2 separate regions of the Bicyclus anynana genome follow, and region 1 is linked to region 2. A link is a contact called in public Hi-C data. All regions are on one chromosome and are shown on one strand. The core of a region is the stretch at or near the end of the contact, and the rest is flanking DNA. Distances in the headings are between cores, read along the strand shown. Region 1 holds the start of LOC112050844 (NPC intracellular cholesterol transporter 1). Region 2 overlaps LOC112050853 (thioredoxin domain-containing protein 15).

Evidence for each region. A called contact is a pair of places that touch in the nucleus more often than the background predicts.
Region 1: a contact with region 2 is called in a Hi-C map of whole body, with 3 times the contacts expected there. The contact joins the promoter of LOC112050844 here to the enhancer-like site in region 2. A contact is called at or near these places in 2 of 2 Hi-C or Micro-C datasets (whole body and whole larva).

Annotation. Positions count from the first base shown.
Region 1 is chr19:2,479,710-2,482,586 of ilBicAnyn1.1, reverse strand. LOC112050844 (NPC intracellular cholesterol transporter 1) reads left to right here and starts at 1,382. Exons shown (of 25, transcript XM_024089208.2): 1 at 1,382-1,649. The coding sequence starts at 1,566. The region is part of intron 1 of LOC112050853 (thioredoxin domain-containing protein 15); the gene reads left to right. It overlaps LOC112050852 (myb-related transcription factor, partner of profilin), which reads right to left and starts at 660. Exons shown (of 2, transcript XM_024089219.2): 1 at 311-660. The coding sequence starts at 520.
Region 2 is chr19:2,438,874-2,441,985 of ilBicAnyn1.1, reverse strand. The region is part of intron 1 of LOC112050853 (thioredoxin domain-containing protein 15); the gene reads left to right. It overlaps LOC112050844 (NPC intracellular cholesterol transporter 1), which reads left to right. Exons shown (of 25, transcript XM_024089208.2): 5 at 24-230; 6 at 1,168-1,360. Among protein-coding and RNA genes, the nearest start is that of LOC112050844, 41 kb to the left of the region's middle. Within about 2 kb of position 1,260, at least 3 of the 8 cell types and tissues checked have open chromatin away from gene starts, as enhancers often do.

The DNA of each region.
Region 1 (2,877 bases), core at 133-2,632, 40 kb before region 2:
GTTTTATAATAGTCAAGTTAGTTAATAGTTTGGATTGATGTTTGTTACACAATCATGCTACAAGATTTATCAGATCTGGATAAAATTCTGCACGATACTATAACTTTAATAGTTGGGAACAATACGTAAGCTACTTTTATCCAGAAATTCCCACGGGAAATGAGGCATTATATCCAGTCTTCGCCAGGCACAGTTACTTATTAAGTATTTTTAATTTTTACTTCCAAAATATATTAATTACAATTAATGTACTGTAGTGGAAAGTGCAAACACGCGTTTTTAATGAAATAAATGTAAATTATTTTCGTACTTTTCTCCACTGCCGCCACGTTTTCCGTGCTCCAGGAATAGCATTGCATTCGTTGGCTATGTTTTGCCATAACATTTGAGAGTCCTTATAACTAAAGTCTTGAGTTACTTTACACGAAATTAATTCTGGATGTTTAGCCATTAATTCTATTAACTTCTTTTTCTGTCGAGCTGTGACATAGGCACATCTTTGTCTTTTCCTACCTTCCATTACAGTATGAATATATTTGATATCAATAGAATTTTTTTCAACATAAATAATAACACCACTCAACTACTATTTAATGATTGTAAACAATTTTTTTTTGAAATTTAAAATTTCTTGAAATTTGAAGTTGACAGATTGACAGCTTCTCGGACGTCAAATAAATCGCCATTGGCCACAGATGCTCAAAAGCCTACCATAGACGCATCTGTCGATACTCGATATTATATTGACTACGTTCCACTTAGCGATCCTAACGACCACGCATAGTTGTTTTTCCTTTTCGTGCTTGCGAGTGTCACAATCTGAAGTAGAATGGATTATGGAGCATTTTGAGCGTTTTTTGTAAATATTAATACAAAATAGCAAGTCAAAGATATTTTTTCCAGAGCTATTCTTTTTGAAGAATATATAAGCAATGGTAAAAAATTACACATTTAATTTTATTGTTATCATATAATATTTGATATACTATTAAAATAATTTTAATAATAATTTAATGTTTAAGTAAAATAAATTTAGGATATTCAATTTAAAAAATGTTTCTATTATGATAAAATAGTATCTAATGTGAATTAACATTGTTTATTAAATAGTATGTATGATAAACGACCGCGCCGACCCAGCTCAGTGAGATGTGACGTTCTGAGTCTTTCGGAACCGAAATTAACAACGTCGTCAGTTACATTTTTACCTCAACCAAAACGACTGCGGTCGCTGTGTGGAAGGACTTTTAGTACGTAATAATTTGTTTGGACGGCCTAATCGACAAGCGGAACGTAGCCATTGCCAGATACCGTTTGTATTTGTCATGAATATTGTTGGTGGTCATTTTGAAATTTGAAAACACCACTGTCCACTTCTTTAGTCTGTGGTTCATTCCGGATTGTTGTGTGGCGCAGGAAAGTCTCGTCGCTCTGATTTCGATTAATAATAAATAAGAAATAATTTTGAGTCTAATAACCATATACAAAGGACATTGGTGTGTAACAATTATGATAAGACGACGTAGTGACTTATAACATTATTTTGTGAAGTTTTGTTTTGCACAATGGCTGGCACGGGCGGAACATTTTTGCGACGATTTCTACCATCCATCTTCGGATGCCTGTTTCTAATTTATTTTGTGGAATACGTAAGTGCTATGATTACATACAGTTGTTCCGGCCTACTACACATCCTAGTAATAAATTGTAGTATTTTATTTTGTAGTTTTTGTGTGTAGCCATGATTGACGTCATGTTATTTTACTTTTTTTTTACGTTCACCTTGCAAAATTATAATGCTCAGTTATACCAAGAATATTGCGTGGTAATGAGGAAATGTGACCATTAAACAAGGTTTTAATGGTAAACCTTCGTTTGCGAAGTTTTGTTAGTGAATTTTTTACAAAATGTAGGTGGTGGTTCTTAAGAAATAGAAAAAAAAAATGTATGCAATAATACTTGTATGTAGTTGTACAATGTTTGCTCATGTCTGCTGTAACCTGGTAACAGTTAAAATAATTATTGAAATTATGATAATTATACATTAAACTGTTCAATTAATAGCCTTAGGATATATAAAAGTACTTTCTAGTACTATTTAGAGAGCCATGATAGCCCAGTGGATGACCTCTGCCTCTGATTTCGGAGGGTGTGGGTTTGAATCCGGTAAGGACATGCACCTCCAACTTTTCAGTTGTATGCATTTTTAAGAAATTAAACATCACGTGTCTCAAACAGTGAAGAAAAACATCATGAGGAAACCTTCTTACCAGAGAATCTTCTTAATTCTCTGTTTGTGAAGTCTGCCAATCTGCATTGGGCCAGTGTGGTGGACTATTGGCCCAACCTCTCTCATTCTGAGAGGAGACTCAAGTTCAGCAGTGGGTATAATATGGGTTGATAATGATGATTCAGAGATTACACCCTACAACCTGACAAAGTTACCTCTTTATATAATTGGTATAGAAGTATGATCAAAATAGTTGTGTGTGATGTGTAAGAAGTTACTAAATAAGTCCATAAAGCGGAACTGATATTACGTTCAACAACATAAAAAATGTCAATTAACATATTTGAAGGTTAACTATCATCTTGAAGAATGAGTTAGAATTTGTAAACTTGAATATAAATTATAAAGTTAAATTTAGTAATAATTTAATTTTTTTTTCATATCTTTTAAGAAAAAATATGAACAAAGATGCAGAAATACATTGTGTATTTTCTGAAAACACTTTGAAATTGTGCATATTGAAAAAGATATTTTCCATTATGTACAATTTCTAGGTACATATAACTCCTACCCTAGTTCAAACGGATCAGGATAAGAATAAAACTCCAATAGGCCTAGCTTATTATGTAGACAACATTTTGTAAAGA
Region 2 (3,112 bases), core at 11-2,510:
ATAACAATGTAACAAATCCCCAGGTCCAAATGCCGTCGACGAACCAGCTAGCCCTGGACCTGATGTGCGGCCAATCGTACTCGTGCACGCCGCAGCGCTGGTTCGACTTCATGGGCGACGTGGAGCTGCCGCCCGTGCCCTTCCAGATCAACTACATCTCCGGCGACGAACCGACAGACGGGTTCACGCCCAACAACCCGCCCACCAGGTCCTGCAAAGACGGCCTACCGGTGAGCGCTTATACTTATTGGTTCAAAGAGCTAACGGATATTAGGGTCGTTGGCGAAGATTTAGTGATCACGCATCGGAAAAGCCATTGTTGAACCACGTTAGACGCACTTATGTTTCAAGTTGCTCGGTCACAGGTGGTATTGACATTGACAGTTGTTTGTTAATTAATTGTTGTATTAGTATAGTCTATGAATAACTTTGCGGCTATATAGAAAGTGGTCTATAGCAGGACACAGTCTGTCTGGTCAGCTATTATTATGGTGTTGGAGAGTAGACTTATTCAGTTCAAATTTCATATTTCTCGTCTCCAAAGAGTTAAAAAATCTGTAGGTTTGGGTGTACTCTTCTATAACAAGATCCCCAAGACTGTGATGGACCTGCCAATGCACAACTTTAAGCAATGTGTTAAAAAACATTTACTTAGTCGAGGTTACTACACTATTGATGAGTTCCTTAAGGATGAAGGTGCTTGGAGGACATTGGATCAGCTTCCACCTTCACACAGGAAGTAAAACTATAAGAAATTGTAATTGTTATCAATTGTAAATTATAATACTGTATGACTTTTTCATTTCAAAAGAGCAACTGTTGAGTTTCTTGCCGGTATCTTCTCAGCAGAACCTGCCTTCCGAACCGGTGGTAGAATCTTTACAAATAGTCAACTGATGTGTCAAAAGTGCTTGTAAATTGAGCCTACTTGAAATAAATGAATTTTGATTTTGATTTTTTGATATTTTAAGTGTTTTTTTTCTCAATACTACGACTGAAAAGTGAAAGGTGCATGTGCGTGATGTTGGCGGCAGCGCACGGTTAAAGGTTTGCAGAATAGGTTGCGCACAAAAACGTATCGCTGTTTACTGCCCATTTTTTTCATACTGGGGGCTATTTATGAAAAATCCATTCTTAAGGAGTCAACTCCAAAAACTGTGTTCCCAGGGCCAGCCAGGCTGCTCGTGCCTGGACTGCGACGACGCGTGCCCCCCGCCCGCGCCCGCGCCGCCCCCGCCGCGCCCCTTCAGCTTCCACGGCGCCGACGGGTACGCGGTGGTCATGGCCATCGTCTTCGTCATCTTCACCACGCTGTTCCTGAGCGGCGTCTACTGCTGCAACGCGCAGGAGAACGTTATCGGTGAGTGCTGGTCACAAGGTCATAAATGTCAGGGCCCTGTTGAGAGTTAAGTGAAAAAAAAAAGAATTAAAGTTTTATAAAATGTCCACAGGATTTTTTTTGGCATTGTAGGACAATGATGACAGAAAATATAAAAGAAAAACATTAATTTATTCTGTCTCCCAATGTTTTGGGAAACTATACTAAAATATCAAAACAAAATTTTAGTGATATCAATCTTGTTTTTTATTTATTTATATGAATGCCGCCTGAATAGTACAGCAGTGGGTGCTGTTCCGATATTTTTGATCAAAATTAGTAAAAAAAACTTACTACCTCTGAAGTTGGTTCTTTCTTGATTCCCTCTGAGCATTGCATAAAACTGTTGTAAAAAAGTTTTAGATACACCAGAAGCACGTCTTAAACGTAGGCGTCCCACATATCCGCATCGTACGTATCGGGCGCATCGCATCGAACGCATTTAAAATTGTAATATGTGTAAAATCCGTTCGATGCGATCCGTACGATGCGGATCAGTGGACGCACTTTCCAGCCACCTAAGTTATGGAATGGCGTCCACAGATCTGCAAGAAAAGAAAATGAAACTATAGAAAAACATTTTTTCTCCTTCGGCGAAGTATTATTACTACGCCGACATTATTGTGATGTATTTATCCGGCCCATTGAGTTCTTTACATCTAGAACTGTGATAACTAACATCACAGAAGCATCATCATCGATTCATCAAATTGTCAATAGATACATATATATAGAAAATAGTGTTGTGGGGGTGGAACTATTGTAGAAATATAATCTGTTTTAAGGTCATAATATTAACCTTACTAATATACTGAAATACTGCATAATTTTAATTGGGGTGAAGGTTTTTAATTATTAGTATAGAATGGCGTTGTGTAATTATTTTTAGTGATAACTAAATGGATATATTATCTAAAAAAATGTCAACTTGTTATGAAATTTGTTTGTTTGATTTGACCACAGTATATTTTCACACAGACTAAAGAAAAAAGATAGACAGTACAAATTGGTACTTCTGTTTTAACACAAGTTACCTCTAGATTGGAAACTCAATTAAATATATACAAGGACAATTTACTTGTTAGGGGTACAGTTTATTCGAACTTACCTGTTTTCTACTTTGTTAAAAATCTTAAGATCTCAAAAGCCCCATCCTTATTGCTCAAGGACATTTCAAAAGCATACTTCTTGGATTAATGTTGTATCCACTCCTAGCTTTGCTCCTACAAAGCAGGTCTTTGTCTGCATTGAAGGAATTTTATAATTTAGTTTCACTACAAAATTGTCAATAATGTAAAAACGTCAGCTGTTTGTTTAATTTACAGTCTAGATAACTGTAAATGGTGCCATTATTCAATAAAAACCACTTGAAAATTTCGATTTCAAAATTTAATTTATACTACACACAAACACGACACAAAAGCATGACTAGCACACAAGTGAATTCATTAGCACGAAGCTTGAGATTGTGCCATATATTATTATTTATCATTCTAGGAACAGGAATGATTGCTGCAATCACATGCTGAATAGAATCAGGCGTTAATATAATTATGTTCATGCTGTACAACAAACGAAAATTCATTTTGCTGTTTTCTGCAAAAACCTGACAAAAAGCGGAAAATGACAAAATAATCACACCTAAATCTGAATGGCTACGTGTTACACTTTTATAAACAAAACAATTCCGTCTATCTTTTTTTCCTTTACTGTGTGTTTTCTCACAAAATAATT